Regions from separate parts of the Mus musculus genome. Here regions 2, 3, 4 and 5 are each linked to region 1. The links are chromatin contacts, called in public HiChIP or PLAC-seq and promoter capture Hi-C maps. All regions are on one chromosome and are shown on one strand. The core of a region is the stretch at or near the end of the contact, and the rest is flanking DNA. Distances in the headings are between cores, read along the strand shown. Region 1 holds the start of Vwa3a (von Willebrand factor A domain containing 3A). Region 2 holds the start of Rexo5 (RNA exonuclease 5). Region 3 holds the start of Dcun1d3 (DCN1, defective in cullin neddylation 1, domain containing 3 (S. cerevisiae)). Region 4 has its middle 20 kb from the start of Zp2. Region 5 holds the start of 4930505K13Rik (RIKEN cDNA 4930505K13 gene).

Region 1 (6,071 bases), core at 1,237-3,736:
CACAGGGTTGGCATCTCTAATTGGTGAAACTAAGACCACCACCCATTGGTTTCTAGCACGTTTTCAAGATTTGAACCCCCAGGGAGGTATCACCAAACAAGTTGCTCCCCATTTTCCTCCAGGGGCACTTAAAAACCAACCGCATTCTTCTTCCTTGGAGGTAGGAAACATTAGTTACTAAGGTAACCAAATAAAGGATCTATTTGTCCTCTGTCCACACATATGCTAATAGGACTTCAGGTGTCTCATGCTGAGTGTCACAGTGGCCTTCCTGTGTCCACCCCACATGTGGGGTATGACAAACTGGTGAGCTAGGAATTCCCATGGGTACCAGTGACCCATCTCATCTCCTTTTAGGTCTTACCATCTCACCAAGGTATTGCTACCAAGCATGAAGCAGGCCTCTACTACTTCTAATTTTCACAGTCTGGTTTCTTGATATCTGTCTTCTGGAGAAAAGCAAAGATCAAGGTGAGAAGGGTTGGCTCTGGTTAACTGGCTTGTTGTGCTACCACAGGAACCTGAGTTCAGATCTCAGTGCCCACAAAACAAACCAAGTGTGCTCTTGTGCAAGCCTGTAAACTCTGGTGCTATGGGGGATGGACAGGAGGACTGCTAGACTTAAAAGAAAGTAGAGAATGATAGACGAAGACACCTGACCCTCTCCTCTAGCCTCTGAACACCCATGTGTGCATGCATAAAACACAAAGACAAAAAGCAAAACTTTGGAAAACCTGCCCCTTTCTTCATATGGCTTAGTGCCTGAGCCCACCTGCCTGCAGAGCTAAACAGCAGCCACAGTCAGTCACGTAGTTGGTTCAGGGAACATGGTAGCGTGTGACCAAGGAGCCAAGCTTAGGACTTGGTTGGAGCTCCTGGGAAGAAAGCTCTATCAGTTGCTAGGTTATGGGGGCAGAAATTGGTGCTGCTGGGCCCGGATATCCCTGCCAAACCTGAGGAGCCTTGACCTGAGAATTGAGCCATCCCAGAAGAGAGCTCAGGCATGGAGACCATTTGGCCAAAACCTCCTCACCCCCACCCCCCACCTTAAGCTAGTTTGAGTTTCTCTTAATTCACAGGAGCTCGGTACACTCCCCTGTGCTTGACTTTAAACACATCCCTCCCCTGCCCTCCTCCCGTCCTTTGGCAGCCTCTCTTAGTCAGGAATTTAAAACGCAGTTGACTTCATGCTGCTTCTCCACCTCACAAGGAGCACCTGCTCCGTTTGCAATAAAGGAAAATACAAGTTAATCCCTCCAACATACATCCCATGATGTTACCAGGTGAGAGCTTTTAAAAGAGTGACCAGAGAGGGATGAACAGACCCTACCAGCTCCAAAGAACTAATGGTAAGAAAACAGATACACCTACCCAGGCAGACAGACATACATGCCTTTCATCTCAGTACTCTGAGTTCAAGATTGAGTTCCAGGACAGCCAGGACTACACAAAGAAACCCTGTTTCAAAAAACTAAAACTAAAACCAAAGGAAAGGAAAACAGACATCCCTGTTGTGCTTTGATACTCAACAAGAGCCACACTCTAGAGATCTACAAAAGGTTTGCTGCTGGGTGTGGTGACGTGTGCTTGCAGTCCCTACCCTTGGGTGGCTGAGGCAGGAGTGGCTGCACATCACAAGCCTGACACACAGCTTTCTCCTCTCCCTCTCCTGTGGTCTCCATAAGCCATCCTGGCTTTCCTTGTAGCTCAGGTGGATCCAGAATGTGCTTAGTGGGCTCAATGAAAGAAGGCTTCCCTTGAAATGTTAAAAAGGGAAAACAAAACAAAACACCGAAAACCCTGTGTATCTCAGAAGCAAGGGAGATGGGGAAATGCCTTTCTGGGACCCTTACGTTTCAAAAAACAATGCCAAAAAGTTAACCAGCTTCCACCCCCACCCAACCCTTGTATCTAGGGCCTCACAGAATATAAGCTGGCCTTGAAATTCTGTACCCGTGACCTCCCACCTAGGATTCCCCTCAAGATGGGCACATGTGCTCCTGACCTTCATTCACATCACATCTCATAGCACTGTCATCCTGTCGTCCCCTCAAGCCTTTCTGACCTGCCCCTTGCCCGCCTTGTTGGTGTTGGCAAGAGTGCTACATGCCCTGAATTTGCACAGGGCATTTGCAACCCACAGAGCCTGACAATTACCATTTTCTATTTGGGAAGTTTGGTTGTTTTTGATCTGGCCTGGAATGAGCACCTCAAAGACAAGTCCCCAAGTCACCGGAGTTCCAGCTTCCGGAGCAAAAGGTTCCGGAAATGAAGACCAACTTAAGGGTGTCTGGAATGAGAAGAGCTTAGCCACTTGCTAGCTGGGGGACCCTGGGTGGAGCCCCTCATCTCTGTGTCTGTAGAAAGGTGCCAAGGAGTGTGAAACTGTGTGCCAAGTGCTAGTTACATCACAATCACTTGAGGCCATTGTTAAAGGGTCCTGCTGCACTGCAGCACAATCCCGGGCTACTCTCCTGAATGAGACCAGACCACACAGGTGAGTCCTCTTGAGTCCCTGGGTTTGGGAACTGCTGGAGTGAATGACCTTTGTAGCACCTGGCTGCGGAGACACTGACCTGCTGACTCCAGCTGGGCGTTGGCCTGGTGCTGCCAGATCTCCTAGGGCTGCTTCCCAATCCTCAGGGGAACTGAAGAGGAAGGCTCTTGGGCTTCCCTTGCATTGTTCCTCCATTCCGGCCACAAGAAGGCAGCAGGCAACAGGGCTCCACTGGCCTAAACCATACATAGACCTGGCTGACCCAGAGGTTCTAAAAGTAGAAAAGCAGGTCACATCCTGCCTTTATCAGGAAAAGAAACACAGATTAACCTGACAGAGGGACTTGCAACAGTCAAGGAGCCCCTTTATCCCTGGGGTGAGCAAGCTCTTTGCCTTTCCCTGCCCCAAGCTGGCGTGGTGCAGTCTGTTACCTTGGAGACCAGCTAACACTTATCTCACAGGCAAGCTGCTCTATAGCGTTTGTTTGGAGGAGCTTGGAGCAGAGAGGTCCTGCTGTGCCTTCTCCCAAAGATGGAGATGTAAATGAAGAAATGCAGATGGAGGTGAGTGTCACAAGGGTTGGCAAGTGGGGAGAGAGAATGGTTGAGCATTGGCCAAAAGAGAAAGATTTCTGTACTTGGTGCTGAGGATCTGAAACAGTGTGGAGACAGCAGGACTTCCATAGAGTTTCCACTGTGGGGTAACACGTAGGATTCTGGGGTTTCTTGGCAGACAGGGGGTTAAGGATGTTTGTAGAAGTAAGCACAGCTTGAGGATGGTTAGTGAAGTGTGTGTGTGTGTGTGTGTGTGTGTGTGTGTAGAGGTTTCCAAGGAGCAGAGCGGGTGACGGGTGGGGTTGAGAAGCAAGGAGTTGTTCTGAAAGAATGGTGAGCCTTGGTAACTCTTGGGTCCCAGAGTTACCAGGAACTTGGCAGGGTTCTATGCAAGAGCGATGGCTCACTCTGGTAACATGGACTGCACAGGAGCAGTGGAGTAACTGTAGTTAGATAACAAGGCCTAGGCGCTAGGAAGATGGCTCAGCAGGTAAGAGCACCGGCTGCTCCTCCATGGGACCCAGGCTCAGTTTCCAGGGACCTACTGCCCTCCTCTGGCCTCCTCCAGCACCAGGCACACACGTGATACACATACATATATACATGCAGGTGAGATGCTCAAACATTAAGTACATAAATCTTCTTTAAAAATTAAATCATGCACATAAAAATAAAATTTGAAATCTACAATAACAATAAACAGGCCCTGGGTCAATGAGCTTGCTCAGCAAATAAAGGCATTTGTCATCAACCTGACAACCTTGTTGATTCCTGGGACCCACATGGTGGAAGGAAAGAACCTCCTCCAAGCTGTCCTTTGAATACAGGTACATTGTGGCGTGTGCCTGCAGGTACACATATACGCACATACACACACATACGCTAAATAAATACATAAGTAAGTATAAAAAATGTTAGCCCTCTAGATTGCCTATGGGCTTTTCATGAATTAAATATTTGAGAGTTTCTTAGATTCAGATGTTAACCAACTGGGAAGGTAGCTGACTTCTTTTATCCAATAACTCTCATAACAATGCGCTTTGATCAAAACACTAATCTGCCCATGGGATCCCTTCATTCTCCTATGGTACCCCCCCCCAGTCACCCAGGGCAGTGCATCCGCAATGTACCCCGCTCCCTTGGCTGAACTCCATACCTGCATGGTCACAGAGGTTGGAAAACAAAAGCCAAGACTAACTGGAACCCTCAGATAAGAGCCTGCACTGGAAGGGAAAGGGGTGGGCACTGACTGGGGGCGATCCAGGCCTCCCACGGAAAGAACAGGCATCCCTTCAGGCTATCGGAGGGGCCCTAGGGTCTCGTGAGTTATGAGGATAGCTTTTTACATTTTTCCTCCAGGACAGGGTCTCACTATGTAGCTCTGGCTGCCTTGGAACTCACAAATAGACTAGGGCAGCCTCAGCTCACAGATACCTGCCTACCTCCGCCTCCTAACTGCTGAGGTTAATGGCAAGCACGACTAGACTTAGCAAGGACGACGGCATTGTTTGAAAGTTTCTTCCTCGTAGTTTAAAAGTATTTTCTCATAGAAGATCTACTTCAGTTTGTCCTTGGGGACATTCTGGAATTCTCCACTGCACTCCACATTCTGAAATTCCAGAATGCATCTGAAGGTATCTGGTAGACTTTTTCCTTGTGATAAAATTTAGAGCCAATACCCAAGATACAATTCACAAACCACATGAAACTCAAGAAGAAGGAGGACCAAAGTGTTTATACTTCAAACCTTCTTAGAAGGGGGAACAAAATACGCATGGAAGGAGTTACAGAGACAAATGTGGAGCAGAGACTGAAGGAATGACCATCCAGAGACTGCCCCACCTGGGGATCCATCCCATATACAATCACCAAACCCAGACAGTTTTGTGGATGCCAACAAGTGCTTACTGACAGAAGCCTGTTATCGCTGTCTCTGGAGAGGCTTCACCAGTGCCTGACAAATACAGAGGTGGATCCTCACAGCCTACCATTGGACTGAGCACAGGGTCCCCAATGAAGGAGCTAGAGAAAGTACCCAAGGAGAAGGGTTTAGCAGCCCCATAGGAGGAACAATATAAACTAACCAGTACCCCCAGATCTCCTAGGGACTAAATCACCAACCAAAGAGTGAGACTCATGGCTCCAGCTACATATGTAGCAGAGAATGGCCTAGTTGGTCATCAGTGGGAAGAGAGGCCCTTGGTCCTGTGAAGGCTCTATGCCCCAGTGTAGGGGGGAATATCAAGGCCAGGAAGTGAGTGTAGGTGGGTTGGTGAGCAGGGGGAAAGGAGAGGGGATAGGAGGAGGGGGTTTTCAGAGGGGAAACTAGGAAAGGGGACATTTGAAATGTAAATAAAGTAAATATCTAATAAAAAAAATTTTTATGGAAAAAAAAAAGATTTAAAGCCAAGGGACAGGCATATTACACGAGTTGACAGCAAAGGGCCTAGGAACCCAGTGGGTAGCAGGCTCTGTGGGTTAATGGTGAGAGCCCTCTGCCTCATCCCCACAGGGTCCTTGCTGCTGCTCTACCCTTCATGCAATAACTAGCTCTACGCATCCTTTCAAGCACAGCCGTCTATTGGGAAACATTACAAAGTTCTTGCCCTCAAGCCTCTTCAGCGGGAGAAAGGAGGCCAGACCATAACCACGGAGAGAGAAGGTGACCCGTGCAACAGAGGGCAGTGCAGCCACACACAGGGGTGCTATTGCAGTTAGGTGCTCACAGACAAGCTGCATTGGTACCCAGTCCTGAAAGGGAAGGCTATATCTTCTTCATCCCTGCCCCTCCCAGGATCAGCACACTCCATTCCCCAAGAGGCACTGCGAAAGATCATGGGGTGGATACCTGGGATGCTTGAAGGTACAGCTCATGCTCCAGTAACCTGGAAAAAGGAAGCCTCAATTGAGAAAATGCCTCCGTCCGATTGACCTGTGGGCAAGCCTGTGGAGCACTTTCTAATTAATGCTTGATGTCACCTCCAGGCAGGTGGTCACGGGTTGTATAAGGAAGCAGGCTG
Region 2 (6,071 bases), core at 1,189-3,688, 950 kb before region 1:
TGTATTAAGGGGTCACAGCATTAGGAAGGTTGAGAACCACTGATCGAGATTAAGCTGGTTTCAAATTTATAGAGATCCACCTGTCTCTGCCTCTTGAGTGCTGGGATTAAGGGTGTGTTGCACCATACCAGGTCTGAATATGTGAATTATCCTGAACATACACTGCTTTCATAATAGCATCATTAAAAAATCAATTCCCTTAAAAGCTTATTCCAATACCCAAAGCAGTGAGAAGCAAAGTTATAATAAAGCTGTGCCATGGAATAAGTCAGAATATCAAAAGTATGCCCATTTTGTTTTACAATTAAACATGAACACAGCATGAATTAAAATATACTTTACTATTGAAAAGCCTTTTTTTTTCCAGTTGTATCTAATCAAAGTTTTAAATGTAATCTTAAAACAACTAGCTACTTTGGATAATCACATTCAGGTATTTGGTATTTTATTCTTTTGTAGGTCAGAGTTTTTATATTAAACTACGAGCTTACAGCATTGTTTTCTTATTGGCTGGCTTATATCTAGGATGTTTAAGAAGACTCCTAGAGCACTAGCTTTGGCCACTGGCCATCCACACTCACTTATTTCAGGGCTACTGTGGTGCTTCCCATCATTCCAGCAGGTAGACTCAAAGTCAACGACAATTAAGTAGGCATACAACTGTTCTGCAAAAGACCACAGTGTTCTTAGGTTCCGACGATGTTCCAAGGGCAAGGCTTCAAACTGTAACGTAAGCGTGGGACTTACTCAATCTGCTCCCTCCTGGATTTCCACTTGCTGGTGTAACTGACTTTCTCCTAATTAATCCAAGCCGCCTAAAAATGCAAGACACAGGAAGATCAATAAACTCATTTACACTGCAGTTAGAATATGATATTAAAGTAATAGCCCCAAACAGATGGCAAAATCATCTCTAATGTACGGTAAGTGGAGCTGGGTGTGAGGGCCCCACACCTGGAGGCTCAGCAGTCAGCAGGCCACGGCCAAACTGAACTGAGGGACAGCTTACAGCACACAGCAGGACCCTGCCTCAAACAACAGCTGCATACTGACTGAAGGAAAGGAGGGCTAGACTTTAAAAGTCCTAGGTCCTTGTGCGAATGGCCATCCTCTCTTGAGTTTAGTGTCCATTTTACCTGAGCGGGCTTCACAAACACTACTCTTACCTGTTCACGTTTTATAGTAGTACCGAGGAATTGACTATAAAGATGTATTTTTCAAGCCTTTGCTATGTACCAAGGGGATGATGCCTGTGCTTAAACTCTAAAAATGGAGGGGAGAAAGATTACCAGAGTACTACTGAAAGGTAATCTATGATTAAAAACAAAAACAAAAACAAAACAAACAAACCTCCCAACAGCAATACACTGCAGTCCAAAGAAGGGAAGATCCCAAATGATGACGAATACAACTTTAAGTAGACAGACACCTGGAATAGTTATTTTGGCTATTTGAAAAAGACAAGACGTGAGGCCAATGTAGGGATTTGGAATGAAAAACTAACATTTACTAGTCACTTCTTCAGCAAATATTTAATTAGGATGGTGACTTCTTTTAAACAATTCTAGGTGGTAGACATGTCTGCAACCTGTATTTTATGCAAGAGAAAAGTAAATGATTTGCCTAAAGATGGCCATAGTATGTTAACCTTTGACAGGACTTTTCACGCTTGAATCCTATGCTATTCATTAATACATCAGATAGGGGTTTTGTTTTGAATCTGGTTTTGTTGTTGTTTTGAGACAGTCTCACTATTTAGCCATCGCCTGCTTGAACATCACCATGAGGACCAGGCTGGCCTCCAACTTTCCATGCTGGTATTGTAGGTCCATTCCACTATGCCTGGTAAGTTTGATACTGTGTCCACAATCTCAACAAATGTGTACAACGCATCCAAAAATCTGTGCACAGCATATTCCCCCCCACCCCCCCCCAAAAAACCTGAGAGAGTCTGTGGTAATTCTGACAATAAAACTGGACTAGGCAGGTCACTTGGGCGCAGTGGCACCTGCCTGAGAACAGTGTGCAGAGCTGTCACGTTCCAGGTCCCAGGGGTCTAGAATGAACAGACCTGATAGAGCATGCCACGGTAGGGAGGACCCGGGGTTTCTCGGGCTCCTCCAACTTGTCGCGAATGGCGACGTGGGGCCCGAGAAGACCAGGGCCCTTTTCAGATCCAGACCAAACGACTGCGGATGAACACCGCCCACCCTAAGGGGAACCCCCTAACGTACCGCGCCAGTCTCTTGGTCGCCATCCCCGGACCCTGGGTTTCGCAGAGTTCAACGGCCGGAAGTCGGACGCCCCCACTTCCGGTCTGTTTAAACGCCGGCGCGGCAAGGGAAGCGGGCGCTTGTAGAGCGGCGGCGGCCGTCGCCAGCGGTTTGTGGGCGTTGCATAGGGGGCGGTTCGGGACCCGGGGGCGTGGACAGAGGCTTGAGGACCGGGAGCCCCTCGCTCTGCGCACGACGCGCCTCAGGGAGCGCTTTAAACTTCGCGACGGCTTAAATTGAGGAAAGGAGGCGTAGGTCTGTGGCCTTTTTTGCGAGGGCCAAGAGTGGTAAACTGGTTTGAGCCGCTTCAAGAGACAAACCAACCGTCACTCCTGTCTAGCGCTTTGCTGGAGAGAGGCCGCGACACGGTTTCCTGGTCGCCGCGGGGTCCTCAGCTCCAGCTGATCTTTCCCCTACAGCCTGATGGAGCAAGAGAAGGAGGAGGCGAACTCCAGGAAGAGGAAGGAGGCCCCGAACTCCTCGGCCTCGGCTACAGAGCGGGATGGACCTCCTTCGCATATTCAGGACCGCGAGCCACAAGCCAAGGTGAGCAGAGGAGAGAGCCCAGCAGGCTGGCCCGAAGTCACTTGTGGCTGGGAGTCACTTTCGCCAGCACCCGAAGGGTCCCTGCCGAAGGGTAAGGGCTCACCCACTGACCTCACTCAACTCTGCTCCCTTGGTTGTACCACCTCGTCCAGGCTCTCTCCATAGTTTAAAACTGACTTAGTGTCTGGTACACAGAATATTCATTTAACAAACATTTATTAAGATCCGTATAACAAAATATTTCAGGAATATCCATGCACACCTAAACAGGATTCTCTTGTTTTTATACAATATTTATGAAGAAGTAAAAATGAATGGTCATTTTGATGGGGAATTTATCCTGGGGAAATGATTAGATGGAGGAATGATACCAGTAATAAGAATGTTTGCCCTAGTATTTGTATTTTTAAATGTTTCATCGAAAAGAGAATTTTAAATATAAAATTTTCATTACATATTTAAAAATGCACTTAGCCTGAACCATTTTCTCATGTTAAAGTTGTGGTTATATAACTGACTGATAGGGAAAAATATAGATTAGGGTGGGGATGGTTAGAAAGCAGATGGATGTTTGTAAAGTCCCCTGGGTTGGAAACGGTAGTCCAGAGATTAAAAAGCTTGATCTTCGGAGGCTGCATTCCCGCTGTGGCTTTTAAACCTCTTTCTTCATTTCTTTGTTGTAAAATGGGAGTATGGTGATCCCCACTTAAAAGTTCTAAGAAATGATGTAGTACAAAGAAATTTCTCAAAACTGTGTGGCTAAGAGTCAGCAGTGTGGCTCAGTAATAGAGGACTTGCCTTGCATGTGCCCAGAATTCAGTCCCTAGAACAGAAACTCAAAAAAGTGGTTAATAGTAAATACCTAACCTTAGCTCAAGGCCATTGTATAAGTTAGGGTCTCTATTGCTGTGATAAAACACCATGACCTCATAACCAAAATCATCTTGTCTAGGGATGGGTTTATCTCAGCTCTCATAGCCAGATCACAGTCCTATTCACAATTCTTCACTAGAATTCAGGTCAAGAGCCAGGAGGCAGTAACTGATACAGAGGCCAGGAAGGGAGGAGGACTGCCTACCACTTTGCTCCTCAGGACTTGCTCAGTCTTCCTTCTTTCTTTCTTCCTTCCTTTCTTTCTTTCTTTCTTTCTTTCTTTCTTTCTTTCTTTCTTTCTTTCTTAATATTTTTTATTAGGTATTTTCCTCATTTACATTTCCAATGCTATCCCAAAAGTCCCCCATATCCTCCCCCCACACTCCCCTACCCATCCACTCCCACTTTTGGCCCTGGCATTCCGCTGTACTGGGGCATATAAAGTTTGCATGTACAATGGGCCTCTCTTTCCAGTGATGGCTGACTAGGCCATCTTTTGATACATATGCAGCTAGAGTCAAGAGCTCAGGGGTACTGGTTAGTTCATAATGTTGTTCTACCTATAGGGTTGCAGATCCCTTTAGCTCCTTGGATACTTTCTCTAGCTCCTCCATTGGGGGCCCTGTGATCCATCCAATAGCTGACTGTGAGCATCCACTTCTGTGTTTGCTAGGCCCCGGCCTAGTCTCACAAGAGACAGCTATATCAGGGTCCTTTCAGCAAAAATCTTGCTAGTGTATGCAATGGTGTCAGCGTTTGGAGGCTGATTATGGGATGGATCCCTGGATATGGCAGTCTCTAGATGGTCCATCCTTTTGTCTCAGCTCCAAACTTTGTCTCCGTAACTCCTTCCATGGGTGTTTTGTTCCCAATTCTAAGAAAGGGCAAAGTGTCCACACTTTGGTCTTCGTTCTTCTTGAGTTTCATGTGTTTAGCAAATTGTATCTTATATCTTGGGTATTCTAAGTTTCTGAGCTAATATCCACTTATCAGTGAGTACATATCATTTGAGTTCTTTTGTGATTGGGTTACCTCACTCAGGATGATGCCCTCCAGGTCCATCCATTTGCCTAGGAATTTCGTAAATTCATTCTTTTTAATAGCTGAGTAGTACTCCATTGTGTAAATGTACCACATTTTCTGTATCCATTCCTCTGTTGAGGGGCATCTGGGTTCTTTGCAGCTTCTGGCTATTATAAATAAGGCTGCTATGAACATAGTGGAGCATGTGTCCTTCTTACCGGTTGGGGCATCTTCTGGATATATGCCCAGAAGAGGTATTACTGGATCCTCCGGTAGTACTATGTCCAATTTTCTGAGGAACCGCCATACTGATTTTCAGAGTGGTTGTACAAGCTTGCAATCCCACCAACAATGAAGGACTGTTCCTCTTTCTCCACATCCTCGCCAGCATCTGCTGTCACCTGAATTTTTTATCTTAGACATTCTGACTGGTGTGAGATGGAATCTCAGGGTTGTTTTGATTTGCATTTCTCTGATTATTAAGGATGCTGAACATTTTTTCAGGTGCTTCTCAGCCATTCGGTATTCCTCAGGTAAGAATTCTTTGTTTAGCTCTGAGCCCCATTTTTTAATGGGGTTATTTGATTTTCTGGAGTCCACCTTCTTGAGTTCTTTATATATATTGGATATTAGACCCCTATCTGATTTAGGATAGGTAAAGATCCTTTCCCAATCTGTTGGTGGCCTTTTTGTCTTATTGACGGTGTCTTTTGCCTTACAGAAGCTTTGCAGTTTCATGAGGTCCCATTTGTCAATTCTCGATCTTACAGCACAAGCCATTGCTGTTCTATTCAGGAATTTTTCCCCTGTGCCAATATCTTTGAGGCTTTTCCCTACTTTCTCCTCTATAAGTTTCAGTGTCTCTGGTTTTATGTGGAGTTCCTTAATCCACTTAGATTTGACCTTAGTACAAGGAGATAGGAATGGATCAATTAAAATTCTTCTACATGATAACCACCAGTTGTGCCAGCACCATTTGTTGAAAATGCTGTCTTTTTTCCACTGGATGGTTTTAGCTCCCTTTTCGAAGATCAAGTGACCATAGGTGTGTGGGTTCATTTCTGGGTCTTCAATTCTATTCCATTGGTCTACTTGTCTGTCTCTATACCAGTACCATGCAGTTTTTATCACAATTGCTCTGTAGTACAGCTTTAGGTCAGGCATGGTGATTCCACCAGAGGTTCTTTTATCCTTGAGAAGAGTTTTTGCTATCCTAGGTTTTTTGTTATTCCAGATGAATTTGCAGATTGCTCTTTCTAATTTGTTGAAGAATTGAGTTGGAATTTTGATGGGGATTGCATTGAATCTGCAGATTGCTTTTGGCAAGATAGCCATTTTTACAATGTTGATCCTGCC
Region 3 (6,071 bases), core at 2,364-4,863, 840 kb before region 1:
AATTAGCAGTCGATGTACGGTTTTAAGGGCTTCTCAACATGTTCAAGTTCCCCACCCCCCAACACTCCCACCCCCACTCACATCTCTATCCCCTACAAACTAGCTGATGAAATGTCAGCCTAGATGATATTTTTGTACTTGAATTGTAATAAATCATTGACATGAAGAGGGATAGTAGACTGCTTAACACCAAATAGAGCACTGTCTGCCCAGTAATAACACACAAAGTCAAGGCCAAGCTGTTTAATACATGCCAAGTCCTAAGAGTTCACACTAGTCAGTTACCTGCAAACTAAGATCTGCTGTTTGCATTCAAACAGGCTGCATCCTCCCTTACCCCAGGACAACCCAGAAAGCTCCACCCAGTTCTGAAGAGCCACTTTCAGGTAGCAGTAAAGTACTAAAACATAACCCAAGAGACGGGGCTACTGTTTCTGATTTGTCTTTACCAAACACCAAAAGGTTTCATGTAACATTTTAAGACTGGGTTTACTATAAACTGTCTAAGCAACAGTTATGCCTCTCAAATACACAGCTCAAAAGACTGATTCAAAGAATGCTACAGTCACTTTTGTGAGGTTGAGAAGGGAAGAAAAATACTATTTCATCTTCGCCTAATGTGATACAGCACAAGAGGGCCAAATCCAAGCGATATATTGATAAGGCCTCTCTGTTGAACATAAGGTTGAACTGGAGATGAATGCCCCCAACGGAAGGCAAAAGTAGTGACACCCGAGTTACTGCCAACCCAAAGATGGTGACAGAATGGAAATGGGCCCCACAATAGTCCTTATCTAATGTAATCCAGAGTGAACTTTTAGTACCAACCTACCTCTCAGTGGAATATTATTACTCACTAGGAGGCCAAGGCAAGTGCAGAACTATTGCAACACAAATGCTGCCTGGCCAAAGCAAAAAAAAAAAAAAAAAAAAAAAAAAAAAAGAAAAGAAAAGAAAGAAAGAAAGAAAGAAAGAAGCTCAGCTTTGGATGGTCATCAGCAGAATTAACACATGCCCAGTTCTTTACCCTTAAGTTTACACGGAGATGGAAGATATAGGACACATTCAAAGTACTTACTATGCATATACAGCAAAATATTTTACGGGACCAGGTATGCCCTCTCCTCTCAGCTAGGTGAGCTCCCTTTGTCTCTAACAGTCCAAAAGAACGTGCAAAAATAATCATAAATGCTCTAGGAAGGGCAACAGAATGAACCAAAAGGACTCTTTCTGTTTCTCCTCCTCCTTACTCATCTTTCTTTCGTCTAACTAATAAGCCCCAACTCTACTCTTCTGACCCTATTTCTTTCAACTTTTTACTCCCTAAATCTACACCCCACCCCCACTCTCTTGTCCCTAGAACTTGCCAAGTTCATTCCAGTGAGTTTCTGCACAAGCTGTTCCCTAAACCTCCAAGAGTTCTCCCTTCATCTCTGCATGGCTGGCTCCTTTTCGTTTAAAGTTCTGTTTAAGCAGGAAGGTCTCCCTCCATTGCGTTCCAGGCACACACTCTAGCCTATCACTCATTTTTCTCCAGCATTCAATCAAGATCAGATTTGCTGACAATCAAAATCAGATTTGCTGATTTATCATTTCTGTCCTCACCTCCCACTCTGATAAACTCCTTGAGAGAGGACCCTTTTTGCTTGTGTTCACCTTTGTACACTCACTGTCTGAAACACTGGCTAGCACTTTAATAGCAGTTTGAATGAATTTTGGACTTGTCATTGAATGACAAACTAGGTTCCAAATGAATTAAAGTGAGACAGCTAGCAGTAACTCTTCTGCTATATTTCTGTAATAAACATCATTACTTGTACAATCAAGGCGTCAAGTCTTCTGTTTTATCGGGCCCTGATAAATGCGATGGGACTCTCTTCCCACCATCAGAACATCTGCTATGATAAGCCTAGTGATACTGCACAACAAATTCAGTTAAAGAGCAACACGTTTGCACTTTCTAGTCAAAGGACCCCTAAAATCTCGCACTCTTTCTTAACGCATAAAGTTTCTTAAAAGACAGTTCCATAATTAACAGAGAATTTCTTCTTTTAAAATGTATCAACACCAAAACAAGATTCATTAACACTTCACTCTGGAATCTCTGACAGCCTAGAAGAGGCACTACTTACTCATGATGGGGTGTTTGTTTGTTTGTTTGTTTTTTAAACAATATGAGAGAGTTCTTTCCAATCAGTCTTTCTTTTTTTTCAGACATTTCTATACCCATTATGCACTGTGTTTTGCTAAAAGCATAAGCACATATCACACTGTCTCTTCTACGACCACCTATACACAAGGCATCGGCTAAATAAGATAAAAAAATCAAGCTGATTGTAAGACATACAAATCGAGACAGGCATAAAAGAGCTATTGTCCAACTGTAGAAACAAAAACAGTAATATAGGGTTTTCTGTTCTCTGAAGTGCATCATGAAGTGTGGGTGGAGAGAAACACAGAAATCCAGAATTAGCCTAACATCAAATCATTTTTGGAAAGAGTTGACAACATGTAAATTCCTCACATATAAAGTATTTAGAGCGAGAGACCTTGATTCCTGGGCTATGAAGCCACTTATGATGCCTTGGAAGAGCTCTGGAATTCTAGTATTCATAAAAGAAAATGTTCATTATAATCGGGAGCCAGGCGGCGTTGTGAGGTACTCCCCAATGTGACACAGACCATAACTGAAGTACTACAAAGCTTGCAGTTAGGAGCTGGGATAGAGGCTGAACACCAAATTCAAAAGAGGTAGCTGAGGTACTAAGTGCCACAAAGGGGAGAGGGTGTCCACGACTGCCACTTAACCACAGAGAATTAAAGTATGAAACAGAGGTGTGTATGAGGGGAGATAAGAGATGGGGATGGAAAAAACAATACATTTGTCATCCCGTCCCACTTCCTAAACAGGATATAGGCAAACCCTCCAGCCCCATTACCTCAGGCACAGATGGTTATCGTTTATAGCAAAGGTGCACTGAAAGGCCTTCAGGTCTGAGCCCCTTAATTCCAGAGCTGTTAACGATTACAGAAAAGGATGGGGGTGGGGAGAAAAATCAGGGAGGGAGCTGCAGATTCACCCACCACCTCCCCCTTGGGCTCCTACCTCACGGCTCTTACCCTGGACTTTCAGCTCAGAGTCTGCAGACCCTCCCCGGGGATCTACAGCCCCAGGTCCCCAGGCCCGGGATTGAGGGGTGCTGGCGATGGACAGGCAGGGACAGTAGGTAAGTTTTCGGAGCCTTGCGCTTGACAAGCCACAGGCTCCCCTCACAGCCTCTTCTTCCAGAGGGACCAGTCCAGACAAGGCGCTGATATGCACTCCTCCCTTTCCACCACCACCCCCTTTCTCGAAGGAACCGAACCCCCGCCCCTTCATCTCTCAACGCTCCCCCCTTTTCCTCAACTCCCCCCCTCCAAACTCACAGCTGCTCCAGAGGTTCCTCCAGTCAAACCCTTTCTGGAAACGACGGCGGCCCGGCGGGTCCAAACTACCTACCATCCCCGCTTGCGTTTCCAGGCTCCCTACCCCCGCCGCCGCCGCCTTTTCTGCCACCGCGGCCGCCGCCTCCTCCTCATCTGCAGCCCACCGGCGGCGGCCGCCCCGAAGCCCCGCCCCCTCCATTGCCTCCTGCATCATCACTTCCGGTAACCCCGCCGGCCGCTGGCTCGAGGAGGGAGAGAATGGGAGAGGGGCGGGGACAGGAACGAGGAGGGTGACGTCACGACGTACGCGAGGACGTCCGAAGCCGTCTCCAAGTAAGGGCAAGGCGGGGAGCGGCGGAGGGTGGGCTAGGAGCTGGGCCAGGCCATTTTCTGACTAGAAATGGGGCAAGGGGATAACGAAAGGGTGAAAGGGAAGGCTGGAGGAGAGGGAGGTTAGCTCAGTTGTTGAGTGCGGCGGGGAGTCGGCTAAATCTGGAAGTTTCAGGAGGTTTGAGACGACCTCTAACCTGGGCCTCATGCTAACACAGCGGTCCGCCCGGTGGTTTGGCCCGGCCTGGCCTACTGGACCTGCTGGATACAGCCCGGTGTGGCCAAGGCTCGGCAGAGCTCCTGGCACCGCCTCTTCCCAGCCGGCTCCTGTGGGTGGGGAAAAGCAGGAGTGACGCTGAGTGAGTGTAAGGATGGAGACGCCGGCTCCAGTCGCGGGGGACTGGGGAAAGGGGTTGGCTTCCCAGGGCCAGGGATGAGATGCCGGTGTGGGGTTGCTAGGAGACGCGCCTGTATGACCCCAGCCTCGCGAGGGCGACTGGTGTCATCGCTGCTGGCCTCGGGAGACCTGCCTAAGGGAACTGGCACGTGGGAGAGATCCTGCCTGGGACCCTTCAGACTTTTCGATTATAAATGGAAGGCGACGGGGCAGTTGTAGGAGGCTGGAGAGGTGCTGGCCTTGAGAAAGGCCACCCAAACGATCCCGGATGTAGGAATCAGACTTCAGGTGATGATGAAGGCTAGTTTCATTACTAAGATGAGCAAATGACAAAATGAAGGAAGTCTTGTTTCTGAACTTTTCATTAATAAGTAAATGAATGCAGAGAATAGCAGCTGCCCCAGAAGCTGAATGGTGTGGTGAGAAGGCCTCTTCCAGGTTTAAGAGGAAAAGAGAATGGGAGAAGGAACTGCCTTGTGGGTAACATTTTAAACAAAAGGCAGACGAGAAAGAAGTCTTGGAGTTGCAGAAATAGCAAGGTTTTGGCCTTTGTATTACTTCCCTGAAGTGTAATGAATGACCAAACCTTAATTTACATTTAAAAAAATTGCTGCTGGATAAAAGAAGGTAGTTAAAGGGCTGTTGCTAAGGCCATGAGAGATGACAGTGGTGGAAACATGGAAATTAAGAGAATTGATTCATAATGTATTTGGGAGCTTGAGCATTCCAGACTGAATGCTGAACTGGATACGAAATGTATGGGAGAATGTGAAACCAAAGATGTTTCTCTAGAGAAAACAGTTTGGGAAGGAATCTCCTATGCTCTCTGGAACGTATGTCCAGAGTCATTTTACAGCCCATGAAGATGTCCAGAAATGAGACGGACAAGCTGGAAGACAAGTCATGGTTGGAGATAATAAATGTGGGGTTTATTCCTAGACCCTGGAATAGGTAGTAGATGAGAAAGAGCCCCAAATTCTTTAGATCTCACATTTAGAGACCACCAAGAAGGGTACAAGCCAGTAGGAAGCTCAATAAGAACACCTCAAAAATAAGGAGTCCCCCTTAATATCGTTAAACAATAGTATCCACCCTCACAATCAGTGAGAGTCACCTTTTGAGGGCCTCAAATCTCTTCCTGCTCTCCCAGCTGTCAAAGCTTTTGGACTTGGTGTACAAGAATGTGTGTGCACTCCTGATTTCCTTGATAAATGTTGGTTTACATGAGCCCATTGGGATCTATTTTGTCATATCTTCGTAGGAACACCTTATACGATACCAGCCCTGGAATTCTTGTTTGGTTTGTTGTGTGATTGTGCATGTTTTCTTTCTCATGTGTTATAGACCGAGCTAGCCTCAAACTCAAGAGATCCACCTGTCTCTGCCTCCCTGTCTGGAGGGCTGGAATTAAAAGGTGTGCACGACCACACCCATCTCAGCCTTGGAATTCTTACAAAAGGAGTTTTGTCCCTGCTGCTACCGATGCCACTCACATAGTGAATCTCAATGAAAAGGGTATCTGAAGGGCTGGGTTTCATTCTTGGATCTGCTGGGTGGCCTTGGAAAAGGTCCTGTTCTTCGAATTGATAGGGTTGGCCTAGATTAAAAGTTGCAAGCTGGCAAGACAGATAATGCCTGCAAGCATAGTGTTCAGCCCGCAGCATGATTTAAATTCTTCTTTCTTAGACTATGCTTGCCAGTTTTTAAAAATTGAACATCAGAATCCAGATTTTTGGCTTCATTAGGAAAATCGGACAGTCTGGCAACACCAGTCTGAGGTTCCTAGAATCCTACACAGCTGAAACTGCAGAGTTGCTTATCCTTTGTTTGTGGCTTATGCCCCAAGTGAGCCATAAGCATCTCCCCTCACACCCACTCCCAAGCTGACATTTGATTTGTAATTGACCTGAGAACCTTG
Region 4 (6,071 bases), core at 1,234-3,733, 610 kb before region 1:
GAAGTTTGCTGGGGAGAAACAACTGACGCCATTGGCCCTAGCATGATGTAAAGCCCTCAACGTTTCTGCATCCTATGCTTTCCGGAAGCACTTGACCCTAAAGGGAGATCTATCCGTTAGAGACCAAGAATTCTTCCATGCTATCAACACCATAGGGTATTAGTTACTATTAGTAACAGTTATTGTTTATTGAACATCTCTTTACTTCATGTGAGGGTCTGACCTGTGTATACTGCTGACCAGCCCAACTGGGTTCTTAGGCTTCAGTTTTGGAGAGCATGGAGGTCCCTGGCTTTGCTCCCAAGATTGGGGTCAATTATCACTTGTATTTGTACTTTGTTTATTTATTACTGATTAATAACCTGCAACAACTATTGGCATAAAAGAACATAGCAATTTTAGCAGAGTTGCCCTGGATTCTTCTCTGAGGCATGTCTAGGGAAGGAGCTACATCCAAGTATACATGGCCACGGGTCACATCTAATTCCTTGAGGGCTACAGACTGAGGGCCACAGTTCCTTGCTACATGTCTGTCTCCTGTGACAGCTCACAAAGTGACAGTCTCTTGTTTTCAAAACACCAAGGAGAAGAGACTTAGCAATTACATGAATTACATTTCTTGCCATGTGTATACACAATCACATATATCTTGTCATGGTTCCTATTCTCTAGAAGTAAGTCTTGGGAATGCCCCACACTAAGGAGAAGGCAAGGGAACCAGAGATGGGTCACGGCTTCCCCTAGCATCTGTAAGAGACTGTGATGAGTGCACAGAATAGAGGTGAAGGGCTGATAAAGATGAGGCCACTGCAACTACAGAGATTAGGTAGGTATAGCTCTGTGACTAAAAGAATGACAGGCTGTAGGTGTGGCTCTGGCTATGGTGGGAGGTGTTCCTGGGGCACAGTGGCCCTAAGTCTTGAAGGCAGGAAAGAACTTAGTGTGGCTGGGCATGGAAAGAATGAGAGTGGAAAAGGAACAGAGATCCACACCACAGCACTGAGAGGGAGGCACTGCAGGCTCCTATATGGAAAAATGCTGTGGTCAGACATCCAGGTGTTCATTACTTTTTTTTTTTTTCTGTTTACCTGTCTCCCCTCTGCCCCTTTTCTCCTCCCTGTTTTCCTTCTCTCCTTCTCCCTCTGCCTCCCTCACTCACTCACTTGCTTCCTCATTCTTCCCTCCCTCCCCCCAGTTCCTCCCTCTCTCCCTTCTTCCTGATAGGGAACTTCTATAATGACTTCTATATAGTCAAATATGACTTCAAATTCTAGCTCCTTCTGCTCCAGCCTCTGTATAGTATAGATTATATTTGGATTATATTGTAATCTACGCCCAGATCAGATTTAGGATTGTTGTGACTCACAGCCAAAGGTCTGGGGACAGGAAGGCCACTTAAGAATCTGCAAAGGCTGGGGACACGGGATGGCTGTGGGTTTGGCTTACACTTGGCGGAAGGGGATGAAGATCTTTCTTGTGTGGACATCTAGAGGTGTTGGTTGGTTGGTTGGTGTAGGTGGAAAAGAAAAGGGGAACACAAAGTTGACATCTAGATATTTAGCTCTAACCAGTGGGTGGTGGTAGCTAGTGATACTATTTCCTGAGATGGGGACTATGTGGAAAAGCCTACATCCCAGATTGCCCCTATTAGTCCAGCTATGTCATCTGACACCAAGAAGATGTTCCAAGTAGATTGCTGGCTTAGAGCAGGGTCTCAGCTGGGACACAAGATTTGGGCATATTTACAGTGCTTTGCGCAACCCGTCCGGGGAGGCTTCTCAGCTACTAGGCAAGAGCTTTTCAAAACACATTTCTGATTATGTAAACACTCTTGCTCCAGACTCAGCCAAGTTCAAATGCTTTTCCACAGCACTTAGAAGCACTAGACCCTCCTGTTCATGAGCAGACCAATTGTTTTCCTCGGCCTGCTTATTGTTCTTAAGCATCAGCATTTAGTTCACAGAAAGGAAGCCAAGGTTTGGCGATTAAGTGACTCTCTGAATTCATCCAGGAAGCACGGCATCTAAATCAAGACTAGGTTAACTTAGCCTCATGCCATAGAAGCTGCTGGCCTTTTATACACAATCTGAAGAATAGCTCACTGGAAAGGCGACCAGGGCCCACGCAAGAGAACTTTAGCTTTACACAGTAAATAATTTTACCTTTCTGTCCAGAAAAGTTTGTTTTGTTTAGCTTTGAGCACTTGCTGTGTGCTGAGTGCTGTCTCCAGTCTGCATGCTTCCAGTCAGTGCAAACTCCTGTCCACTTTAAAGGGGAGGAAGTGTAAAGGTTGAGATCTTTGGCTGCCTAAGAGCAGTTTGGGATGTGGGACTCAAACACAGGTTGCCTGCTTGAAAAACTCACCCCCGGAACCAGTATGAGTTCCTCTACCTGCCTTTGAGGTCTTTTGGGGTAGGTATGTGTTCCCAGGCATGTGAAGTTCCCAGGCAGCAGAGTGTCCATGACCTTTGTTGTTACGTAGAATGGCTCCAGGGGTCACTGGTTTCATATTGTAAATGTTTAGTTTCCCATGGAGTAGTGCCCATAATAGCAGTGTGTCAAAAACCATCTCTTTGTGGCTTCCATTGAAACCATGGGTGCTGTAGCTTCCACCTGGAGATGGAGAGAGAGAGAGAGAGAGAGAGAGAGAGAGAGAGAGAGAGAGAAAGTGCCATCCTCCCCCACTCACCCGAAGTTTGTTTTTAAGCCAGTAGAGGGAGCCAACATCACAGCCAACTGAAGCCAGCCACCAGATTACAGACCAGCTGTGAAAGCAGAGCGACTGAGTGACTGGCCCTGCTTTGACTGTGGCAGGCACAGTGTGAGCTTTGGCACTGTCTACTCCCCGAGAAGCCAGGTGGAAAGCATCTTCTCCACCATCCCTGATGTCATCAGCAAGCCTGAGACCCAGGGAGGACAACAGTTGACCCAGGGCCATGCTGCAAGTCTCCAGTCTATAGCACTGACTTTGTGTCATGTTTCCTGGCTCCTGAGTTCAGGAGCTAAGACACTGCAGTACTATCTGGTCTGAACCAAGCTTCTTTTCATAGTTGGTCCTTGGTTTCTGTGGGTTCTGTGTCCTTGGATTCAACCAAGCATGGATGAAGAGTATCTGAAAGAAAAGTGTGTCTGTGCTGGACATTCACAGGCTTTTTATTGTTATTTCCTAGTTGATACAACAAGCCTTTACATAGCACTCACAGTTATTAGGTCTTAAAATCACTATTCTAAGTAATGAGGTATGTGTAGGTTTTATACTAATATGGCTTCTTCTATAAGAGTGTGGTGTGACTTTATCTGGAGAAACATGAGAAAATGTCTACTCTCAGATATGACATAACTGTTACTTCTAGGGGTTTGGATTGGGTTCGTTTTCTCTGCCAATTAAAGAATTAAAAGGCAAAAAAAAAAAAAAAAAAAAAAAAAAAAAAAAAAAAAAAAAACTTGAGAACAACGGGAAGCAGCAAAGGAAATCTGAGACTCAGCTGGTGAAGAAAGAATTTTATTAAAGGTAAGGAAATTTGAGCTCGAGAGCGCACACACACACACACACACACACACACACACACACACAGCAGACCAGTCTGATAAGTTCAAGGTCTGGTTAAACAAAGTTGTGGGTCTGTCAGCATCCCTTTGTTTAAACTGACCAACTCTAAATTAAGGAAAGGAGAATACCCCATCCCCATTCCAGCTAACCAAAGACCCTTAAAGCCCCCAGCCCCTCAGGCTTCAGGAGAGGGGCACGGGCGTGCGCGTGCGTGCGTGTATGCCTGTGAGTGTGTGTGTGTGTGTGTGTGTGTGTGTGTGTGTGTGTGTTGGGGGATTACTGGCCAGAAAGGAAGCCCTCTAGGTCTTTGTCTCAAGCTGCTAGGTCCTTTTCACAGGTCAGGATGGTAAGGAAGAAGCCAGAAGTTTGCTATCTTTATTATTTATCTGTGGCCCCCCTATTGTCTGTCTAACTTGTAGTCTAATGGCAGACCAAGAATCATGATTAAAATAGCCATGCTTGGTGAATCTGTGCATTTACTGGGGCCACTTAAAGGAGCAAGGATGAGGGATTGTGTGCAGGAGCCTGGGCAGCTCAAAGGCAACTTCATCATTTAAAAGCGCATCTCAGTGTGGGTGGCGAGAGTCACATCAGCTGCATCCCTGGAGCTCACTGCCCAAACAGTCATCTCTGTGAAAGAGTCTGTCTCCCCTCCAGTGTTCCAGCTTGTACAGCCTTGGAAAGGGGCCTTGTGTGATCAGTAACTTTATGAGGTTCCTTTAGCTTCTTTCTCTAAGATGGGACAAGTGAGCTACACTTCCCATCAAATCTCTTCCCCGCAGAAGTATTGGTGACAATCAAAGGACAGACACAGGCAGATCTGGTCCTCTAAGGCTTTGAAAGGGCTGCACCCAAAGTGAAAGCTACTCTTATTTTTTGACTATACAATTTGCTTATTAATCAGAAGAAACATACTAATTAAATGTTTTTATATGTATTTTTCTGTGTGTTTTATATGTATTGTTTTTAAAGATTTGTTACATGGGCTTTCTTGTAAAAACTGAAGTTCTTTGTTTAATCCAGAGGATAATTTTATTAGAGTTTAAAGACAAACAGCAAGGTGGGCGAGCTATAAATCTCAGCAGCTTCCTGGGGGAGGAGAACAGAGAGAAGAGGACAGGAAAACCTCAGTTAAACCAGAATAGAGGTGGACCACATGGTGGATCATCAGCTACTTGGTAGGGAGGGGGCTTTAGAAAAAGGTACCACAGCACCAGGGAAAGCACACTTCGTTAGCATCTGAAAGAAAAAGACAAGAAAAGTGAAAGGAGTAATTTCATCTTTGCAGGTCCTGGAGCTCTTCAAGCAATAAGTATCATGTTTCTTTTTAAAATCAAGACCCCTTAATCTGCCACTAAACGGGAAATCCAGAGATGAGTGCTTCTTGGGTTGATTCGGGCCACACAAGGAACTCATTAAGGATCTCAGTCCCTTAGGTTTCTGCCCCTTCATTCCCAGTGTCCCTAGGTTTGTTTCCTCTTGGACACAAGAGGGCTGCTACAGTTCCAGGAATCACAATGTCCCATAATCACATTCAAAAGCAGACAGAAAGAGCAGGGGGCACAGTGTGTGTGTGTGTGTGTGTGTGTGTGTGTGTTATGCTGTATAAGATAGGAAGGAAAGACAGAGACACCCCCCTACTACTTTCCTCTTAAATCTCATTATATGCAACTATAGACTTCATTCACCTCTAAACTGCAGGCAGGGGGAGGCTTTATCTTAGGCTAGTCAGGAAACACACCCCGAGGGATGCTATTCTGTGCCAAGAGAAAGGCAAGGTTCTCTTAGCAGGGAAGTCTGGCGGGGTGGGGGTTGGGGGGAAGCAGATCTGTTTTGATTAAACCCTATACTTTCTGCCCCAGAGCTCCTTTCTTGGGTGTTCTTCTGTTTATTCACAAAGGGAGGATCTTTTAGTGCTACAATTGAAGACCCTCCAAGAGTCCTAAGGGTTAAATATCAGGTAGGTCCCTTCTTCAGGGCCTTAAAATGTCTAAGTCTGGTCTCTGGCTAAGATCAGGTTTTGGATTAAGAGGCTACTCAGGCTCTGGCTCTCTGTAGCAGACCCTGCCCCACCCCCATCACAGCTGCTGTTAAAGGAAACACAATCATCCTATGGGGACTAACTTTAACTCTGATCCTCACTTCCTGCAAAGCTTCTCAGGTAACCAGACCCCAGGAGAGGAAGAGCCCAGTGCGGGTGACCTTGCAGCTGAAAGGTCTTTCTCCCACACTCAGAGAAACCCGAGTACATGACGGTGCTATGAGCTACTCATTTAATACATGCGTGGGCCCTTCCCTACATTCTGAACCAGTAAGGAGAGACCCCTGATTTGTTCATGGGCCTGAACTTTTCCCATCATACTGCCTGAGTGGGACTGGGACTAATAACTCTCTTAGTAAATCTTTTTCTCAGAAAGACAAACTGACTTCATGTTCCTCTCTAGAACCAAGACCCAGCATCCTCTTCCTCCATCTTTAAAATGCTCCACTCCAGTCTCTGATCTCACTTCCCTTTTCCCGC
Region 5 (6,071 bases), core at 1,021-3,520, 580 kb before region 1:
CAAATACTTTGACTTATTCCATTCCAGTCTGTAGCACTTTGATCTCCTTCTATTGTTTTATTGCTCTAGCTAGAGCTTCAAGTACTATACTGAATAGATATGAAGAGACTGGACAGCCACGTCTTCTTCCTGATGTTAGTGGAATTGCTTTGAGTTTCTCTCCACTTAATTTGATGTTGGCTATGGGCTTGCTGTAAATTGCCTTAAGTCTAGGTATGTTCCTTATATCCCCAGTCTCTCCAGGACTTTTATCATGAAGGGCTGTTGGATTTTTGTCAAGATGTGCTGGGGCAATGGTGGCATAGAACTTGTGGGAATGGCCAGTCAATGTTTAATTTAACTTGAGGCCCAGGCACACATGCATAAGAGGGACCCCATACCCTGCACTGCCTGGATAGGTAGGAACTAGAAACTAGATAGCCTAGAGACCTAGGGTAGAACCAAACATGCCAGTCAATAAATAAATATTGATTCCTAATGATATTCTGCTATATTTATAGGTCAGTGCTATGTCCAGTTGTCTTTAGAGAGGGTTCCTCTGGCAGCAGACCGGAGCAGATACAACGACCCACAGCCAGACATGCAGAGTCTAACTTGGAGGTCTTCGTCAGGTCTCTCCTCTTGGAGATCTGGTGACTTCATGGAAGAGGATGAGGAAAGATTATAGGAGTCAGAAGGGATAGAGGACAGCAGGAGAACATGGCCCATTAAATCAACTAAGATCTCATATGGACTCCCAGAGACTAAAGTGGCAAGCAAGCATGGGGCCTGTGAGTGCCTGCACCACCTCCTCTGTGCATATGTTATGGCTGATAGCTTGGTGTTTTTGTTAAACTCCTAACAATGGGAGCAGTATGTCTCTGACTCTTGCCTTCTCTTGGGACTCTTTCCTTCTGTCAGGTTGCCTTGTCCTGCCTCTATCTGAGGGCTTTTTGCCTTGTCTTACTGTATCGTGCTTTGCCAAGTTTGGCTGTCCTTTCTTGGAGATCTGCTCTTTTCTGAAGTGGAGATGGAGGAGGAGTGGATCTGGGAGAAGAGGAGTGGAGGGAAGGAAACTGAGGTCGGGATATGAAAGAAGAATCTATTTTCAATTAAAAATACTTTTATTTTTCCTATTAATGAAACGTATAGTTTTGTTTGTGAAATTTTCAGGAGGTTGCAGGAATGGAGAAAGGTCTTATATGCTGTGTTAGTTAGGGTTTTATTGATGTGAACAGACATCATGACCAAAGCAAGTCTTAAAAAGGGCAACATATATTTGGGGCTGGCTTACAGGTTCAGTCCATTATCATCAAGGCTGGAACATGGCAGCATCTAGGCAGGCATGATGCAGGAGGAGTGGAGAGTTCTACCTCTTCATCTGAAGGCTGCTAGCAGAATACTGGCTTTCAGGCAGCTAGGAGTAGGGTCTTAAAGCCCACACCCACAGTGACGCACCCACTCCTACAAGGCCACACCTCCAAATAGTGCCCCTCGTTAGGACAAGCATATACAAACCATCACACATGCCTAGGCCCTAAGCATGTCTCATTGCCACTTTAGCATCCTCATGTGAGATCTCTGTATAAAAGGAATATTGTTTCCATATAGGTGACCGTAACAGCTCATTTTGTCAATTGTGCAGGAATTCCTTAGTTTCAGCTGCTGAGAGAGTCCAGAGGGAGGGTTCCTTCCCCTCCTTGCATCCCCTAATGTTCCTGCCTTTCTGTCCTGCCTCCTCAGTCTTGGTGTGGGTGGCCTTGTTTTATTGAGTGTTCATCTCTACCTTCTCACTCGAGGCCTCCATGGGTTCCCATCTCCTCTAGTTCTGATGTTAAATGTCCAGCCTCTGGAGTCAGCTTAAGGTCTGGCAGGGCTTTGGGTTACAAAATGAGGCTTTTTGTCTCCAGGTCTGTCCTGTCTGATTTCCTCCTGTTCTTGTTCTTTTTTTTTTCTCCTTTGTGGCTTTTTAAATTAAAGTTCTAGTCCCTGAAGTTGCACCTCTTGCCTGAAGCTGTCATCGGTGATAGATAATAGCACCGTGTTTACCTTGACAAAAATGAGAAAATAAAATGAGAATGGAGGATTGTTTGGCCTATTAGTGTTAGCATTTTTTCACGATAAAAAATAATAAGCTGTTTAGCTGGTAAAAATATGAAATAAAACAACTTTTTATAAGGCATCTGACAGTGCTCCTTGATACCCCCCAGAATCTGTGTGTGAAGTAGGCTGGATGTAAGGAGACAGCTTTCTCTGAATGGTGAAAACTGACAGTTGACTAACTGCCCACCAGAGCAGGATTCCAGCCCGGGACAGTGAAGACTACAACGGGCCTGGGAAGCCCCGGTGCTGTTAAAGCTCAAGCAAAGGTCATTGCTATGCCCGTCAGCTTTTCATCATAAGTACCCAGAGTCTATTAAGTTTCTTCAATTTAAGGATTAGTGTTTTGCTTATATAATATCTTTAAAATCCTACACCCACTAAACCAAACACACCCACAGGCCATGTTTATACCACCAACGAAGGGCATTTGATTCCCAGCATTATGGAGACCATGTGGATTGTGGCCAAGATGCAAGTTCATCTAGTTAGCAGCTGCAGCTCCTCCTTGCTAAATTCGGAGTCAGGTGAGTCAGATGCATGTAAGCTTGGTCCCAGGAGGCAGAGGCTTATCCTACAGAGGTCAGCATCATCACAGTTTCAGGTAAGACCTGGGACAAGAGGGGGGAGGGGAGGGGGAGGGGAGAGGGGGTGGACAGGGGTTCCTGTTTTCTCTGGTTCTAGTTGTTTTAGGTTTTGGGCTTTCCATTCTCTTTATGGTTCATGTACACTCCCACTCCCAATGGCTGACTTCAGTTGCATCTTGTATCAGGTGCAGGAAAAAAAAAAGTCGTAGTGATAAATCCCTTACCCTGGTTCTTCCAGTGAGGTCTGCTTCGGTGCTCAAGCCTGATTTGGGGCCTGTTTGTGAGCCCCATAGTACAGGTGTAGACTTGCAGACACTCAGGGTCACCATTGTTTCTGCAGTTTATTTAGAGCTTTGAGTTGGAGCTTTGAGTGAGGGCTCAGGTCATTGATTTATATAAGTGACTCACTTGTGGCAGAATGCTGTTGATTGAAATTTCCAGGTCATAAGGCCAGTGACAAATGAGGAAGGAGAAAAAAATGTGAAAGGAAGGGGGGAATTTGTCCTGCCAACAAAGCCAGCTCGTTCATTAGAATTTAAATTCATTGTCCTTGCTTAGACTAGCCAGTATTCAAATTTTAAAGGATTTGTTTTTTGAAGCCTTTAGAAAAGTCCCCACTGTTACAATGTATGCCATCTGGGATTTGGCATTTATAAAATGTGCTGTTAAGAAACGCCAAGAGATTCCTCATGTAAACCAGATGGTACAATAACAATTCTGTCTTTATTTTTTCTGGCAGAAAAAAATGGGGCTTTCAGTAGCTTGAAACTTATGTGACTAAATTAAGCTCTATCAATACTTGAGGGGCATTACAATTTCAACAGGCAACTTATCCACCTAAATATTTTCATCAGTGTTTTTGTTTGCAGAAGAAAAAGTAAAAAATGAAGACAATGCTTCCCCTTCATTGCTTGTGTCTGTGTTTTTAAAGCAATGGAATAATGTCACCAAGGCCTTCACTGTATGAGATGTATGTGTGTAAATCAGCAGCGGAGATGCTGGGATCGCTTTTGATTAGGGAAATCCCATCCCAAATAGTTTAGACTTATTAGCATCCTAAAGAGAAAACCATCCATCCTTTTCTGGGCAAGGCATTGACTGTGTCTTTCTCTCAAGATTTCTCAGAAGCCAAGTTTATGTACCAAGCTGCTGGCCATGCTGTCCTTGCCCTGGCCCAGCTCTGTGGGTTTTCCATGCAACAAGGGCACTTTTGTTATCCCTTTAAGCCCCCTTTATCTCACTGCTTTCATATCCGTTAAAATTCATAAGATCCTCATTAGGTGGGGTAATCTTGTTAACAGCTGTGTTCCTCCCGTCTTTCTTTCCCTTTATTTCACAGGATGTGCTTCCCCACCAAAACCCATTTCTTCTGTAATTAGTCATGAATAGTAGTCAGTAATCAGTCGTGAATAGCCTCAAAGAACAAACTCAGTCTGCTTTGGAAACCAGATTTCTTAGATACAGAGGCCAAACTCATTACTGGAAATATGTGTTTCTAGGCCACACGGTCCGTTTAATTTCTTTCCCAATTAGCTACAAAATACATTTTCAAAACAACAAAGACATTTGATTTACATTTGCTAACGTGGCTTTTTCTTGGGAGTAGATTGGAAGTACTAAACACCACTCATTCATCTTTGCTTCCTTTCTCTTCCACACACAGGGTTGGCAGGGCTCTGTTTCATAGACAGAGGGTAGGTAAGTTCTTCCTGTGTCTATTGGCTCCTCTTGGCCAAGATTGGACTCTATGGTCAGCACAATCCACTGTCACAGTCAGGCAGTGGCTGGTGTGTCAGGCACGGCAGCTGAAGCATAAACACAGTGGCAGTTGACAGTGGCCAATGATTGCTCGGTGGAAGGCAGGTACTCCACGTGGTGTCTGGGTAGAGTCTTTCAAATACCTCAGCAGTGGAGGTCTTGGATAACAGGCCACCTGCCTGGAGTGTTGAGACAAAGGGCAGTAACAGCAAGGAGGCACATGACCCTCGCAGGCAGGAGAGTCCTCTGAGTTGAGCTGTTCTGGTGTTAGTGCACTGTAAAGAGGTGTGGTGACAGGGTGTGGCTCCAATAGGAAGAAAAGTAGAAGACAGCTGTGACCAAGGTCACAGTCACATGCCTGATACTTAAGTCTCTCTTCTCCACTTTGTGCATAGGAAATCTTCTCCAGCTTTCCCAGAGTACTGCCCTAGGGCACACAGGCAATTAACATATTTAAATAACTTCTGCTTACTCAATTTCCCTACAAAATTTTCTGTTTCCGATTCACTTTATTTTCTCTGAGGAATAAGAAAATACACCAATTCCTGGACTAAAGTTCTCTTCTCTCTGTCTGCTTTAATGTGTAAAACCTTACTTTATATTTTAGAAAGAGTTGTTCTCATTCTGTCCTTCCTGCTATTAAGTTGTTTGCTGGTAATAGGATTATAAGTGACATCCTTCAGTTTCATTTACAAGGAAATGGAGACTCAGCTGCCTAACTCAACCCAGATCTTAAGGCCACAGGTCTTCAGCTCTTCTCAGGCTCGCCCCAGGACAGGAAATTAGGAACTTCACTGATGTTACAGAAATTAATTGGCAGTTTCTACCTCACCTGGGATCATTTAGTTCCCAGATAAAAGACGCAAAATGTATATATTTAGAATAAGCCTTAATAGCATTAGTGCTGAGCACATATAAACCCTCTATGCTATTGTGTCTACTTCCCTGTCAATAACCCTGAGGTATGACTTGCCATGTGTCCACCTGGGCTGCTCTTACTCTGACTGGCCAGCCCTCATGGCTACTTCTCACAACCCCTTACCCCATGGTGTCTTCATCTCTCCTTCCTCTCCTTCCTCTTCTCTCCTCTTCTCAGGACCTCTGCTTCAGACCCCATGCTCAGAAAACAAAGCCCCCACCTACCTCTTTTCTGGCTATAAGCTGTAGGCATCTTTATTAAAACAGTAGTTTTAAATTAAGGAGCAGGGTTACATAGCATCATTTGGTGTATTTGAGGATTTCCTCACCCCTGAGGCAACCAGATCTTGTGGGTGTGGGGTGGGGCGGGGCAGTATTTAGCATTAAAATACATAGCAACAGGCCAAACCTCAACAATTCCCCCTTTTTGTCTAAATAAAAAGGCTCTTTCTTATAATAATAAATGGCATACAATAAAAACAATTATGAATCAGTTATGAAAATTACTAGGTAAGAGTTACATTCAGAAAGTCCAGTCTGTTTGTATTTGACAATTTAGTAGGAAGTATTGTATTATATATCCTATCTTGATGAGTCCCGAGTTCTGTATCTAAATTAAGTTCTGTCCTAACTTGTATTATTAACTTAAAAACATCTTCTTAGATCCTAAACAACTCAAGCTTAAACTGAGACTATGACTATCTAGTCTTTAACCCCATCAGAGACCTG

The links. Promoter capture Hi-C pulls out the DNA fragments that hold promoters and counts their contacts. HiChIP or PLAC-seq counts read pairs in DNA pulled down with a chosen protein or histone mark. Capture Hi-C pulls out chosen DNA fragments and counts their contacts.
Region 2: a promoter capture Hi-C map of neural stem cells shows a contact between it and region 1. The contact joins the promoter of Rexo5 here to the promoter of Vwa3a in region 1. A contact is called at or near these places in 13 of 39 promoter capture datasets (the 3T3-L1 cell line, 3T3-L1-derived adipocytes, the C10 cell line and 9 more), 1 of 115 datasets of contacts at active chromatin or transcription factors (bone marrow-derived macrophages) and 2 of 9 other capture datasets (adipose tissue and liver).
Region 3: a promoter capture Hi-C map of adipose tissue shows a contact between it and region 1, with 2.3 times the contacts expected there. The contact joins the promoter of Dcun1d3 here to the promoter of Vwa3a in region 1. A contact is called at or near these places in 5 of 39 promoter capture datasets (the 3T3-L1 cell line, the C10 cell line, cranial neural crest and 2 more), 1 of 484 Hi-C or Micro-C datasets (adipose-derived mesenchymal stem cells), 1 of 115 datasets of contacts at active chromatin or transcription factors (large pre-B cells) and 1 of 9 other capture datasets (adipose tissue).
Region 4: a promoter capture Hi-C map of hippocampal neurons shows a contact between it and region 1, with 2.2 times the contacts expected there. The contact joins the enhancer-like site here to the promoter of Vwa3a in region 1. A contact is called at or near these places in 12 of 39 promoter capture datasets (the 3T3-L1 cell line, 3T3-L1-derived adipocytes, the C10 cell line and 7 more), 10 of 484 Hi-C or Micro-C datasets (B cells, adipose-derived mesenchymal stem cells, cerebellum and 7 more) and 2 of 115 datasets of contacts at active chromatin or transcription factors (astrocytes and fibro-adipogenic progenitors).
Region 5: an H3K27ac HiChIP or PLAC-seq map of embryonic stem cells shows a contact between it and region 1, with 3 times the contacts expected there. The contact joins the promoter of 4930505K13Rik here to the promoter of Vwa3a in region 1. A contact is called at or near these places in 1 of 39 promoter capture datasets (second pharyngeal arch cranial neural crest) and 2 of 115 datasets of contacts at active chromatin or transcription factors (both in embryonic stem cells).

The regions. Positions count from the first base shown.
Region 1 is chr7:120,737,071-120,743,141 of GRCm38.p6, forward strand. Vwa3a (von Willebrand factor A domain containing 3A) reads left to right here and starts at 2,487. Exons shown (of 34, transcript NM_177697.3): 1 at 2,487-2,873; 2 at 2,959-3,060. The coding sequence starts at 3,041.
Region 2 is chr7:119,791,684-119,797,754 of GRCm38.p6, forward strand. It overlaps Rexo5 (RNA exonuclease 5), which reads left to right and starts at 2,439. Exons shown (of 20, transcript NM_001370778.1): 1 at 2,439-2,528; 2 at 2,693-2,819. The coding sequence starts at 2,697. Eri2 (exoribonuclease 2) reads right to left here and starts at 2,375. Exons shown (of 9, transcript NM_027698.5): 1 at 2,235-2,375; 2 at 748-815; 3 at 582-665. The coding sequence starts at 2,257.
Region 3 is chr7:119,892,132-119,898,202 of GRCm38.p6, forward strand. Dcun1d3 (DCN1, defective in cullin neddylation 1, domain containing 3 (S. cerevisiae)) reads right to left here and starts at 3,614. Exons shown (of 3, transcript NM_001163703.1): 1 at 3,427-3,614. It overlaps Lyrm1 (LYR motif containing 1), which reads left to right and starts at 3,730. Exons shown (of 4, transcript NM_001285959.1): 1 at 3,730-3,759.
Region 4 is chr7:120,122,203-120,128,273 of GRCm38.p6, forward strand. It overlaps a transcript of Zp2 not described here. Among named protein-coding and RNA genes, the nearest start is that of Zp2, 20 kb to the right of the region's middle. Within about 2 kb of position 2,484, at least 53 of the 459 cell types and tissues checked have an H3K27ac peak or open chromatin away from gene starts, as enhancers often do. A contact at or near this core is called in fibro-adipogenic progenitors, hippocampal neurons, muscle stem cells and 2 more, where this site is marked.
Region 5 is chr7:120,153,845-120,159,915 of GRCm38.p6, forward strand. It overlaps 4930505K13Rik (RIKEN cDNA 4930505K13 gene), which reads left to right and starts at 2,271. Exons shown (of 3, transcript NR_130979.1): 1 at 2,271-2,348; 2 at 2,481-2,606.